Linked DNA regions of Mus musculus: all the other regions are linked to region 2. The links are chromatin contacts, called in public Hi-C and promoter capture Hi-C maps. All regions are on one chromosome and are shown on one strand. Each heading gives the region's core, a stretch centred on a gene start, on an enhancer-like site or on the middle of the called end of the contact. The rest is flanking DNA. Distances are from core to core; before and after follow the strand shown. Region 1 holds the start of Kif7 (kinesin family member 7). Region 2 holds the start of Rhcg (Rhesus blood group-associated C glycoprotein). Region 3 holds the start of Plin1 (perilipin 1).

Region 1 (4,139 bases), core at 1,476-3,975, 98 kb before region 2:
GCCACCTCTTGTTCCGAAGACAAACGGGAGAAGACTGGCTTCCAGGCAGCTAGGATGAGGGTCTTAAGGCCCATGTCCACAGTGACACTAACTCCGACAAGGCCAATGCCTACTTCAACAAGGCCACACCTCCAGATTGTGCCACTCCCTGGGTCAAGTATATCCAAACTACCACAGTAATGAAACCGGCTTGCCAGACCCCTTTGAACTTTTAGATCTGCCACTTTCAAAGCATCTGGGCATTTTCCTCCCCTAATCTCCTTCCATGCCATCTTCTTTACCCTCCCTCCCCTTCCCTTCCCCCTCAACACTCCTTCTCCCTCTCCCCCATCCCCTTCTTTCTTGGCTCTCATAGAGCCTAGGCTGGCCTCGAATTTGCTGTCCAGCAGGAGTTCATAGCCCTGACTCTTGTGCCTCCATCTTCTCACTTCTGGGATTACAGGCATGTTACCACACCTAACAACACCACACACACACACACACACACACACACACACACACACACCATTACCTGCCCACTGGAAAGGGTGAGGAAAAGGTTACTTCTTTGTAAAGTCATGAATTCCTATGGGCAGTTCCAGTGATGTCTAACGCCACAGAATGCCACAATTTTACCATAACATTCACAGCTTTGGTGTTACTTCCCCTGTAACTTAATTACTGTAATTGCTGTTATAATTACAGTCATAACTCCTCTGGAAAACGTGAGGTTCCATCAATTACCGTGTGAGCTTTATGCAGCTCCGCGGCTGGCTTCTTGGCAGTCACAGCCTAAATGAATCTCTTCTGTTGTCTCCGTGGCAGGCTGCTTTGCACTTTGTGTTACTCCTGCTCAGGGCTCCAACTGTTTGGGACCCACCGTGCAATTCCACAGCATGCTGAGCCTCTAGCTGCAATTCCACTCTAGCTGAGCCTGCATTGCCCTATTGCTTTATCTCCTTCACGGAACTGTATTTTATAGGAAGTGCCACAACTTCTGGTGGCTCCCAAGCATCAGCTCTCATGCATCTAACAGAGAGCTGCCTGGTGTCCTCTTGGTGGCCCTTCCTTATACTCCTATTTGAAAAGTCTAGGATATGGTTGTGGATGGCTCCTCAGTCTGTCATCTCCTGAGGCCCTATAGGGCCATCACCCTGTCGGAGCTTAGCTCAGGGATGAGCAGAGCACGTGACATACAGGAAGTGAAGGAAAGAACCTAGGGACAGATCACTTGATCCCAAGAGCATGCCACACCACGTGGTGATGCTCCCTCACTCCTCTGGGTACTTAGTGTCTGTAGATGACAGATCATACATGTGGGAGAGCAGGCACTGTTGTTGCCCCTGACTCAACCTGCTGGGGATTGTTAGTCTGGAACTCCTGCCCGTGCCCTGCACAAGTTGGGAAACCCATCTGCCCTCCTTTCCTCCAACTCTGCCCTCCCAGAGAAAATGTCTGGCTAACACATCATCACTTTATCACTCTTGGGCTCCCCGTTGCCAGCAACCCACCCAAGAGTGCCCACCCAGGGGCTCAGTTTTTGACCATGTGTGAACATCACCCCAGCTCCTTGCTGGCACTCCTCACCTAAACTCTATAAAAGCCCCTTGCTTTAGCGGATGTGTGACGTCACTGACCTCCACCTGTGAGATCGGTGAACCCACCAGAGATCTGCCTCCTAATAAACCTGCCTGTATCTACTTTTAATCTGGTCTAATCTGGCCTGTATCTGTGTCACCAAGGGAGAGAATATGCCTATCAGGGACCCCCGGCCCCTGCTTATCTTACCAATGAGACACCACATGGCCTCATCATTGGCCTCACTTCAGGCTGTGATTCTACTGTATGGGGCTGAGTGTTTTCTCATATAGATCTGGGAGAACTGGACATTTCTGCAGCCTTTAATTATGCTGCCTCTATAGCAGGCAGTCATCTGAATACATCTATCAAAATTTGTTTTTCTTTAGTGGTGTTTTAAGTGATAAATATGTATTCTGGGATGGTGGTGGTTATTCGTGGTACTTGGGATAAAAAAACAAGACTTCCCTCATGCTAGGCAAATGCCCCACTCTGCCTCTCCCAGTCTGCTTTCCAGATTTTTTATTTTTGTGTTTGTCCAGAGGCTACACCTCTGTAGCCAGGATGGTGCTGATCCCCTGCTGCTCAAGGATTCTGCAGAGTTCTGGGATTATAGGCATGGGCCACTCACCCTGGCTTGGATTCTAGATTTGAATTACAAATTCAACAAAGCATGGTGTTTCCAGTCAAAGAGATGGACAGCCAGCTTTGCCTCTCTGGATGACAAGTGTCCCTTGACAGTGACTCTAAACTGCGATTGAATCTCATAAATCCTAAAATGAGACATAGTTTTAGGAACTAAAACTTCCTAGGGAAGGTGGTTTTGTTGTTGTTACGTTTTGTTTTTAATGAGGATTATGGCTTAACCCTGGGAGCAGAAAGAAAGAAGTGGGTCTATGAGAAGACAGATGTCTGGTGCCGATTTCCCAGTTTTCTAAGACCTGAAGAGAAGCCACTGGCTGCTTCCCTGGGCCCGCCCCCCGGCAGAGGCCCGCCCCTCCCCCATAGGAGGGCCCGCCCAGCCCCGTCTGCGGACCGACTTGGAGGCGCCCTGCCTGCGCCTCCGCCCCCGAGCGCCGGGGCAGGCGGGGTTGCGGGTGAAGGGAGGGATGTTTGGGGGGGCGGGGGTCCCGATGACGGCATCGGAGCGCGCCGGGTCGGGGCGCCGAGCTTGGCTGCGCGTCCCGGGACTGCGCTCGCACTCTGGCAGGTGGGTGTGGGTCCCGAGGGGATGGAGGGCTAGACAGGGCTCACCCGGGAGGCGACTGAGCAGCCCCCCATCTGTGCCCCTCAGCTTACTGCGAGCTCCCTCACTGGGCGGGCCGGGCCAGGAGGAGCAGCCTGCGAGGGTCCACGTTTGTAATCACTTTTGCAAACTTTCCGGGAGGGCCTGTTCCCAGAGGCCGATCGCGCGGGTGGAGTTGTCAGGGCGCCTTTGAGGCTCGGAGCCTTGATTGTGGGGAAGGAGAAGCCGGGACCACACACAGCTCCAGAGTCTACCTGGGGATTGGAGTGCCGCCAGGCACTGTTACCTCTGTGTACCCAGGCTCCAGCACCTAACCAGAACCGAATGAATGAGCGGTTATACAAGCAGAGATGCTAAACAGTAAATACGAAAACAACGAAGTGTAGCGTGGGATACTGCGGTTGAAGAATGTGGTGAGAAAGGAGAAGGCGAGATTGGGGGCGGGAGGGGTCCTCACGGATTGCTAGATAGTATTGTACCCTGTGCTGGGTGCTGATGATAGAGTTCGAAATAGACAAAGAGGGTTCTTGCTTTCCATGGGGAGAGAGACTCTGGCTCTGGCATCCGTGTGGTCAGTGTCTGATGTGGGCAGCACAAAGGGCTGTCTGTAGTGGTGATGGGACAGAGCAGAGCAGCTTCCCTGGCCCTGTGGGGAAGGTGAGCCCAGCCCAAGCGTGGGTGGATGAAGATGGTAACACAGAGGTTGATGGCCTGAGAGGAAAGGCATGGTATTCAGGAGATGGGGAAGGTAGGGAGTGTGTTCTAAGCTTCCTTTATTGTTAGTGGGGTGTAAAAATGAGACTGTCACAACTGTGTTTTTGAAAGATGCTCTAGACTGCGCGGTTGGAGAGGTCGGGGAGACTGAAACTCGGAAAGGGAGCAGGCAGAAGTTATCCCTTCAGGGTGTCAGCAGCATGACTGGTTTTGGCAACAGGATGAGGAGTGTAGCTGATAATCTTGAGAGATACTTAGGAGATAGAACTGGCAGAGTTGGGGGTGGGTGGGTATGGGGGACTTTTGGTATAGCATTGGAAATGTAAATGAGCTAAATACCTAATAAAAAATGGAAAAAAAAAAGAACTGGCAGAGTTTAGTGATAGGAATTTGGTCTTGAAGGATCTTTTGGCTTCTTTGAAGAAGATGGGCAGGTGTCAAGCAGTTTCAGGGAGGAGCAATGGTAGAGACTTAGAAGGGGGAGTGGGACAGCTGGAACACAAAAACCGGAGATATCAAGTGCTGGGGCTTTTTTTATTTTTTATTTTTTGGCCAGGGGAGGATGTCAAGAAAAGTTACTGTGGCTTTATGGTTTTGTGGTTTGTGTCAGTTGGGTGCCCCT
Region 2 (4,529 bases), core at 1,053-3,552:
GGCCTGTGACTCCAGGGCTGACCCACAGAGGTTCTCTAGGGCTCTTCAGTCAGCATCCTGGACCTGGGTCACACTATTCTGGGTCCAGTAAGCAGTCCCTAAAAGAGAGTCCAGGTTCCAGCCATATAGGGGTGCCAGGGGGCTCTGATAGAGGCATGGGCAGCCCTTGGCATGAGTGTGCCACCTCTGCTTCCTTATCTAGCCCTAAGGTAGTCGTTCTGCTGAGTAGGCCTCGTACATATCCTTGCCAGGCCTGTTCTCAGAGACAGTGCCACCCGCTGGCTCTTCTCAGTCAGTGTCTGTTCCTTCATGGAACCAAGAGGCCTGGGGATCTGCCTGCATGTGACAACTGTCTGTGCACCCCACTTCTCTCCATTGTCATGGGCCTAGATGTCACCCCCATTAAGGATGTGCTTGCCTGACATCAAGCCTCTTTTTACCTCTGGCCGTGAAGGACCAACAGCATGGTGGGTCTCAGCCTTTGAAAGCAAATGGCCTAGGGTATGAATCTCTCTCTGGTAAGGTCTTCAGCCTACCAGAGAACTCAATTTCACTTCCAGCATGTGGCTACAACATCTACCTTATGAACTGCTGCAAATTTAAAGGTACATAGGAGAATTTTCCCACAGCAGGCTCTTACTAAATGTTCCCTCTTGCTGGCAAGGCTCCTTTGGTGTTTGGTTGTTTCCAAACATGACAATGCTCTGCTGAGGATTAGGACCTTGCGTGGTTAGAAACACATACTGCAGGCTGGAGAGATGGCTCAGTGGTTAAGAGCACTGACTGCTCTTCCAGAGGTCCTGAGTTCAATTCCCAGCAACCACATGGTGGCTCACAACCATCTGTAATGAGATCTGATGCCCTCTTCTGGGGTGTCTGAAGACAGCTACAGTGTACTCATGTATATAAAATAAATAAATCTTAAAAACCATACACTGCTCTTACAGAGGACCCAAATTCAGTTCCCAGCACACACATGCGGTGCCTCACAGCTCCCTGTAACTTCTGGTCCAGGACCAAATGCCTTTGGCTTCCACGGGTGTCTGCACGCAAGTGGACACATGCCTCCAGGGAACAACTTGTGGGAGTTGGTTCTCTCTTCCCACCATGTGGGTCTGAGGGCTCTAACTCAAGACTTGATGGCAGGCATCTTTACCAGCTGAGTCATCTTGCCAGGTCCAGCATCCTTCTTAAAAGCAAGATGAGCCGGGCAGTGGTGGTGCACGCCTTTAATCCCAGCACTTGGGAGGCAGAGGCAGGCAGATTTCTGAGTTTGAGGCCAGCCTGGTCTACAGAATGAGTTTCAGGACAGCCAGGGCTACACAGAGAAACCCTGTCTGGGAAAAAATAAAAACAACAACAAAAAAAAGCAAGATAACTGATGCTTGTGTTCTAGCCAGTTCCTACTGTTGGACAGTGTGTCTGGAATCAGTGGCACAAGCTTAGGGATTCTTAGGTCTTTCCATGTGTCCATGAATTCCTTCCCATGTACTTCCATCGGCGCCAGATTTACAGCCTTACTTGCCAATAGGTAATACATGTGGCTGAGCATTGATCATTGTGTGGGGAACTCTGCAGACTCCACTATGCCAGCATGGGGTACCACTGTCTTGTGGAAGGAAGGGAGGAAGGAAGGAAGGAAGGAAGGAAGGAAGGAAGGAAGGAAGGAAGGAAGACATAAATAAAATAAAATAAAGATGTAAAGAGTTGGGGAGATGTCTATTTATGTTGAGTAGCACAAGCTGTATGTGAATAATATTCCAACGGTCATTCCTGTGCCCTCTCGGACAGGCTTGAAAGACTAAATGCATGTAGATGGCATAGAACTGATGGTTTTCATTTTCTTCCTCATGCTTTTCTGTACCCGCCCCCCCACGCTTCTCGGGTCTGGGGCAGTCTCTCCTTTTTCCTTTACTTTCTATTCATTCATCTCCTTTAAAGTTCATGAACTGAAAAAGGAAAGGATCTTAAGTGGTGGGTAGCTCAAGTCGGAGGCTTGAGGCAGGATTGCCAAGTGTTTGAAACCAGCCTAGATTACCGAAGGTGTGTCCTAAAAAGGATGAGGGGAGGGGGGTGATGGGGATAGTGATTCCAGTCTGGGAATTCTTTGTTCTAATCTGGATGAGTGATGAGCATCCTCTCTCCCAGTTCACCCGAACAGGGCGGGAAAGGCCAGGCATCGACGGGACGCGCAGAAGTTGGGGCGTTCTACATCTTCCTTCTGCCCTGCTCCCATCACCTGGAGCTTTCCTTCTAGGGGTACTGGGCTCGGGAGGCCCCGCGGGACTCTCGCCGGTTGGGTAGAGCCCGAGGCGCGTGGGCGGCACCATGGTCAGCTGTTCCGCGTCCGCCCCGCCCAGTGTCCCGGTCCTTTAAGCGTCTCCCTGGTCTCGGAGCCCAGCGTTCAGAGCAAGCGGCCAGCAGTGCGGAGCATGGCCTGGAACACCAACCTTCGGGGGCGGCTGCCCATCACCTGCCTGATCCTGCAAGTGACCATGGTGGTTCTCTTTGGCGTGTTCGTGCGCTACGACATCCAAGCCGATGCTCACTGGTGGTTGGAGAAGAAGCGCAAGAACATCTCCAGCGACGTTGAGAACGAGTTTTACTATCGCTACCCGAGTAAGTCCTATGGCCCGCAGATTCACTTAAGGAGTCTCCTGATAGACCCTAGCTAGTTGGGCGGGCGCCTGACTGGGCTCCGCATTAGGTCCGCCCCTGGCTCTGACAGGCTGGAGATGGAGGGGGCCAATGATGCCCCACAGTTCCCAGCTGGTCCCAGGGTAGAATCTGCACCAGGGTACAGCCTGAGCCAGTCACTGGAGAAATGGTCAGATGTGCTCACACTTTGAAAGTCTGGTAGAGGCAGTCACCTGAAACAAGTGGGCCGATTTTGTGATTGTTGTTTGGTTAGTTTGAGTTTTTTTTTTCTTCTTCTTCTTCTTCTTCTTTTTATTTAACCTTCATCTCTCTCCCAGCCATCAGATGCCTCCTGTGTCCCTGGCCTACTTGGTGTCGTCAAAAGCCAGAATTCCACCTTTACCACCTAAGTAGCAGGTGATCTGGCTTGCACACACCTCACATATAGATAGATGTCAGGGATCACAATGATGGCATGATAGCTCTCCACTTCTGATACTGAGACTGTGTGTGGGACCAGAGGTGGTGCTGGGCCACAAGGTCCCAGGGTTTGGGAAAAAGCCAGTGGCCACCCTTCCTTTTCCTGGGATTTTTCTGCATCCGTGAAGCTATGAAGCTATGGCTAAGAATATGGCTGTAGGGGCTGGAGAGATGGCTCAACAGTTAAGAGCATTGGCTACTTTTCCAGAAGACCAGGGGTTTGATTCTTAGCCCTTAAATGGTTGCTCACAACCATCTATAACTCCAGTTCCAGGGAATCTGATGCCCTCTTTTGCCCTCCCTGGGCACCAGGCACACATGTCAAGCATTCAGGTAAAACACTCTAACAGATTTTTAAAAGACGATGAAGAAGAATATGGCCCTTAAGTGACAAACCTCTCTTCTATCGTGGCTCTGCTGCTTCAGGGTGGGCGGTCTCAGGCCGGTGCCAATCAAAATGAACCTTAACTTCCTTCTCTATGGGGTGATGGTGTGAGGAGGGGTGTGAGGGACAGGACTGGGAGCAATCCTCACTTTACAACAAAGCAGTCAATCACAAGAGCACTACACACAGGCACCTTAAGACTTTAGGCATCTCTGGGAGCTTATGAGCAGCCCAAGGTCACTCCAGGCAGCCTAACCTTGGACTCCCAGCCCAGGACCCAGTCATTGCCCTTGTGCTTTCTGAGAGTTTCCACTTTGTCCACTAGCAGCCAATGACAATTCCTCTACCAGTTGGTGCTCATGCAGTCATGGGCCATTGAATTTTTTTTTGAGGGAACTCTGAAGGTTTTCTCTCCAGCAGCTGCCTATATCAACCTTTGTTCCCTCTGTGGCTTGTATGCTCAGCAGCGGAGCATTCTCTGTTTCTGGAAATAAAGGGGCTCAATTCAGGGCTGTGTGTTTCAAAAGAGGTCTCGGCATCTGTAGTTTCAGAATCCATAGTGCAAACCCGCTTTTCATGTTGCCAAACTTTCCCCTTCTGGGTGAGGACCTGGTAAGCGAGCGGGGAAGCAGGCGAGCTTAGTATTCTTCTTTTTTTTTTTTTTTTTTTGGTTTTCCAAGACAGGGTTTCTCTATGTAGCCCTGGCTGACCTGGAACTCACTTTGTAGACCAGGCTGGCCTCGAACTCAGAAATTCGCCTGCCTCTGCCTCCCAAGTGCTGGGATTAAAGGTGTGTGCCACCATGCCTGGCAGGATTCATTCTTGACTCTCCAGCTGTTTTGCTCACATCTGGGCACCAGAGTCAGCCCCTCAGGAAAGGGCAAGGCTTCCGTAGGTGTTTGTAGTTCTTTTATCTTTTTTGGTAGATAGTCATCAAGACCCCACAATGGAAAGCTATAAAACCTAATGTCCCTTAAGAAGGGATGTGGTCTTCAGTCTCCCCAGCTCCTATCCTGTCCCTCCATCG
Region 3 (4,581 bases), core at 1,886-4,385, 120 kb before region 2:
GGAATGACAAGGTGCAGGCTGGGAGGAAGGCACAGGGACTATGTTGAGGCTCTGGGTTGAGAGGTTCCCTTACAGATCTGTCCAAATCATCCCTGCTAAGATGCTCTACAGTAGCCTGGCAGGGGCTGGCCAGCTTCCTGGAGAAGCCTGCCTTCAGTGCATGGCAGTGTTGCGTGGCTGTCGCTTCTGATGCTTTGGGTCTTGCACATTAGAGACAGTGTTGGGAGGGTGGAGAACTGCCATCTTCTAGAATCTGGAATCTCAGTGGGCCCTGCTACCTCATCCTCTTATCTTTCTCCTCAGCTAACCCTCTCTACCTGGGTCCACATTTGTGAGGGATTTCAAACACTGGGAAGCCCTGGGGAGCTGTGTAGCTGGGCTTGTGGCTACTTTGTGGGTTCTTTTCTCTTCCACCCTTTTCCACCCCTCTTCCCTTTCAACCCCAACACTAGGTAGGAGAGAAAGAAATTCCCGAGTCAAGCCCAGGATAGGAAAAGGGACGACCATGTTATTAGACTACTGCCTGCTGATTCGGGGCACTGAGTTCCTCGGGGCAAGTTTGATCTTCACCATCAGGATATCTAATGTCCTCTTTTTGTCTCTTTGCACGCGACTACTTGACAAACCGCAACCAACCGCAACCAACCTCAACCAACAGCATCCAAGAATGAAGCAAATCATAGTCCCCGGCTGTTAAGCAGCCTCATATCCTCCAAACCTGGGATTGAAACGAAAACATATTCCCACACTATTTCTGTGTTCTTTAAAGAAACCAACATTGTCAGCTACAGGGCAGCACAGGGCAGCACACCAACAGTTGTGCATCACTGCTGAGCACTGACACAGCACACGTCTCAGTGCCCTGCTTGGCTTGGGGACCCACCTGTCCACAGAGTGGTCAAGACCTCTGCTCTCCTGGAGAGGAGTAGCATGAGATAGCTCCTCTGCCCATCCCCCTGTGGTGTTGGCGAACCGCCTCTCACCCTCGCCCTTAGGATCTGCCTGGCGCTTTCCCTTGTCACCTTTCACCCACATCCTAGAATCCGTACAGAAGCAGCCAAAGGACCGGCTTTGTCAGCAGAGCTTTCAGGCACAGAGCCCTATATCCTCTCTGGCCCAAAGCCACTGCCTGGGAAGGCAGGCTGCCCTTTAGCCTGGGCTGTGTCCAGATGCAAGTCTCCCAGATTACTCGTCCTGAACCTTGAAGCAAAGGCAGAGGCCACTTTACACGCTCCCCTCCTTCCCCACTGCTGTCTTACAGCCCAAAGGCTCAGACCAAGATTAATAAGTATCAAATGCATGACATATTCATTACCTCTTCTGGAAGCTCCTTGTTCCACACCCCTCCCTTTCCTGGCATCTTGTTCCCTGTTTTATTATACTGAAGATAAAATTTACTACCAAGGATCTATCGGTAGCCTTTCTCACATCCTTATTGTTTATTGCATTTATGCATTTATTTGGGGTGTGTGTGCGTGTGTGTGCGTGTGTGTGTGTGTGTGTGTGTGTGTGTGTGTGTGTGTGTGTATGTGTGTATTCGTGTGCACTTGGACACACCCGCACTTATACACATGCTCAAATGTCACAGCATGCATATGGAGGTCAAAGGACATCTTGCCAGTGTCAATTCTCTCCTTCAATTCTTTGGGACCCAGGGATTGAACTTTGCAGCCAGGCTTGGTGGCAATCACCTTGACCTGCTGAGCCATTTTGGTGACCCTACTCAGTGCCTCTCCATCCTGTTACCCATACTAACAACTTAGTAGACTCAACAACATCAACTCTGGTGAATAGGGACTAACCGTGCTGCCGTCCTCTCGTTCACTGTGATTACGAGGCCCTTTCTAGTTGGTCTAAAGACACAGCTTGGCACCACAGTGCTCCATCAACATTAATCAGAAACTAAAGTTTGAGTTTGGGCTTGAGTTCCTGTTGAGGAAGGAATAGCAACGGATAATTCTTGGCTGTCTGGGTGCTGTTGGTTGGCAAAACCAACCAACCAGCCAACCAGCCAACCAGCAACCAACCAACCAACCAACAACCAACCAACCAAACCAGCTGTCAACACCTTTACTTGTCCAGACATAAGTGAACAAAACCAAATAGTTCTCCTCCTTCTTGTTCTGGTGGCATCTCAGGCTAAGTAAAGTTCCCTCCCTCCCTCCCTCCCTCCCTCCCTCCCTCCCTCCCTCCCTCCCTCTCTCCCTCCCTCCCTCCCTCCCTCCCTCCCTCCCTCCCTCTCTCCCTCCCTCCCTCCCTCCCTCCCTCTCTCTCTCTCCCTCCCTCCCTCTTTCCTTTCCTCAGTACTGAAGATCAAACCAGGGCTTTCCACATGCCAGGTCAGAAAGCACTCTGGCATGGAGCTCCACCCCCAGCCCCTAGCTTTATGAGACACGAGCTTGCTATTTAGCTCAGGCTACCCTCAAACTGTCAATTCCATCTCAGCCTCCTGAGTTCTGGGATTACTGGCACGTGCCACAACAGCCAGCTTCAAAATGTTTTCTTTAACCCTGGGGGTTTACAGAGGATGAGACATCTCCTGCGGAGCCTGGTTACTAAGAGCTCAACTCTTACTGCTCTATCTAGTCTTTTTTTTTTTTTTTTTTTTTTTTTTTTTTTTGCAGGTAATTGATCTTGATAGCTATAGACTAACACATGAAGGTGAACCCTATCCCTGTGTGGGTTTGAATCATGCTGCTCAATAGTCATCCTTGCTAGCAAACAAGAAAGGATGGAATAATGTTTGAATATTGTTCCATAGAAACTTCTCAGGAAAGGGACCAGAGATTATAGGATGACATGTAACTTTGAGTTTAGAAGTTTAATGGCACACATTGCAGTGGCTTCTTTATGGAAAGCAATTTCTGTCCATTGAAAGCCAGAAATATTCTGGAACTTCTCTGGGCTCTGACAAATGAGTCCTTCAGCTCTGAGAACCACCTCTTTATTGCCTAAACATCCCCCATAGAAGTTAGGGTGAGCCCAGGGGACACCCTGGGTCAGACAGCTAAGGCAATGGGCCGGCCCAGCTTTCTCTTCCTCTTTGCCCTCCTCTAGCTGGGAGGTCTGAGAGGCATTGCCCAAGATTCCCTGGAGTGGCTGCAAGTGTTTCTGAGGAGGAGACCTTCCACAGCTGGGCTGTCTGAGACTGAGGTGGCGGTCTGCTGCAGTGAGTGTGGGGTCCTTGGGCGTCTGCCTTACCTAGCTGCTTTCTCGGTGTTACAGGCAAGGAGCTGGGAGAAAGAGCACCTGGGGGAAATGACCAAGGGGTGCAGAGATCTGCAGGGGGACCCCTGAGGAGAAGAATGAGAGACCAGGGGCACAGAGGGACCGGTGGCTTACCCATAAGACAGCTCTCTGAGAGAAGGCTTAACCTTGCTGGCAAGGTGAAGAAAAGACTAAGCTCTACCTAACACTCATTCTTTAGTCTCTTTCAGTCACAGATTTTTTCCTAAACCATTTCTCTCATCTCATTATCTTTATCTAATTGCCTACATTAATTTTTCTTGAGCAATTTAAAAAAACCATCAATTTTGAACAGATTATGCGGAGCTCATTTTGAGCAGACCAGGAAACTTCTTGTGTTGGGACCCCAAGGAACAATCTCTCCTATGTAACATTCGCCCTCCAACCTAGGCCAGCTGTGCTCCCAGATGGCTAGATGGTGGCCTTGAGAGGGAGGGAGGGAGGGAGGGAGGGAGCCTGTGAAAGACAAGCCTGCGGGCTTCTGATAGATCTGGGATTCTGCTTTGCAGCGTGGAGAGTAAGGATGTCAATGAACAAGGGCCCAACCCTGCTGGATGGAGACCTCCCTGTAAGTGACATGGGCTCGTGTGAGGTGGGAAATGGGCCACCAAGGGGGTGGGGGGGTGAGCAGAGAGGAAGAGTCAGGAGACTTCAAGCAAGATGTCTACCTTAGGTTCTGAACTCACTGTCTCTGTCCTTGCCACCTTTCACAGGGGTTTTGGGGGAAGGGGCGAGATAGCTATAGAGGTCTAAGAACCGTGGAGAGAAGGATAGGAATGCCGGCTGGGGCCTCGGGAGAGACAGAGGGAAAGAAGCCACCTGGTCCTAAACCCAGAAGCACAAGCTCACCACCCAGAAGGATGCGCGCGTCCTACAGAGCCCACGCATTCTGTGGCTTTGGCTTCAGCCCCTGATCCTCTTCTGCCGCACACAGCCTGTGCTGCCATGTGCGGGAATGAATTAGGAGTTTAGTCTGTTCGGGGTTTAGCTCTGGCCCAGTTCTCGCCACGATTTTGAGTAATTCTGATACTTTTACGTGTCCTTGACATCTTTTGCCAGGGCCTCTCTGATTTGGACCCAGTTCAGAGAGTGAACTTCAGGCGTATGACCCTGGAGGAGAGGACACTCATTCCAAAGTAGGCTTTAACTAAGCTCTGCACTAAGGGCGACTGTCTTCCTTTGTACTAAGTCATGAGAAAGGGGTCAATGGAGCACAAAAAACGCTAAACCTTCTAACCAACCATTAGTGGCTTCTTCCATTTCCAGACGGTTAAAGAGGGTGTTTCCTCTTGTAGTCAGAATGCCTTTCTCCCTCTGATATCTGACTCACTTGCA

Evidence for each region. A called contact is a pair of places that touch in the nucleus more often than the background predicts. Capture Hi-C pulls out chosen DNA fragments and counts their contacts.
Region 1: a contact with region 2 is called in a Hi-C map of embryonic stem cells, with 1.9 times the contacts expected there. The contact joins the promoter of Kif7 here to the promoter of Rhcg in region 2. A contact is called at or near these places in 24 of 39 promoter capture datasets (the 3T3-L1 cell line, 3T3-L1-derived adipocytes, the C10 cell line and 12 more), 8 of 15 datasets of contacts at CTCF or cohesin (the G1E-ER4 cell line, the NIH/3T3 cell line, embryonic stem cells and 5 more), 150 of 484 Hi-C or Micro-C datasets (the 63-12 cell line, the AML12 cell line, the AtT-20 cell line and 71 more), 16 of 115 datasets of contacts at active chromatin or transcription factors (Th17 cells, astrocytes, embryonic stem cells and 4 more) and 5 of 9 other capture datasets (adipose tissue, embryonic stem cells, liver and 2 more).
Region 3: a promoter capture Hi-C map of liver shows a contact between it and region 2. The contact joins the promoter of Plin1 here to the promoter of Rhcg in region 2. A contact is called at or near these places in 25 of 39 promoter capture datasets (the 3T3-L1 cell line, 3T3-L1-derived adipocytes, the C10 cell line and 14 more), 8 of 15 datasets of contacts at CTCF or cohesin (the G1E-ER4 cell line, the NIH/3T3 cell line, embryonic stem cells and 5 more), 173 of 484 Hi-C or Micro-C datasets (the 63-12 cell line, the AML12 cell line, the AtT-20 cell line and 82 more), 17 of 115 datasets of contacts at active chromatin or transcription factors (Th17 cells, astrocytes, bone marrow-derived dendritic cells and 6 more) and 5 of 9 other capture datasets (adipose tissue, embryonic stem cells, liver and 2 more).

Annotation. Positions count from the first base shown.
Region 1 is chr7:79,714,293-79,718,431 of GRCm38.p6, reverse strand. Kif7 (kinesin family member 7) reads left to right here and starts at 2,725. Exons shown (of 19, transcript NM_001291222.2): 1 at 2,725-2,767.
Region 2 is chr7:79,615,430-79,619,958 of GRCm38.p6, reverse strand. Rhcg (Rhesus blood group-associated C glycoprotein) reads left to right here and starts at 2,302. Exons shown (of 11, transcript NM_019799.3): 1 at 2,302-2,619. The coding sequence starts at 2,433.
Region 3 is chr7:79,731,330-79,735,910 of GRCm38.p6, reverse strand. Plin1 (perilipin 1) reads left to right here and starts at 3,135. Exons shown (of 9, transcript NM_001113471.1): 1 at 3,135-3,169; 2 at 3,756-3,814. The coding sequence starts at 3,770.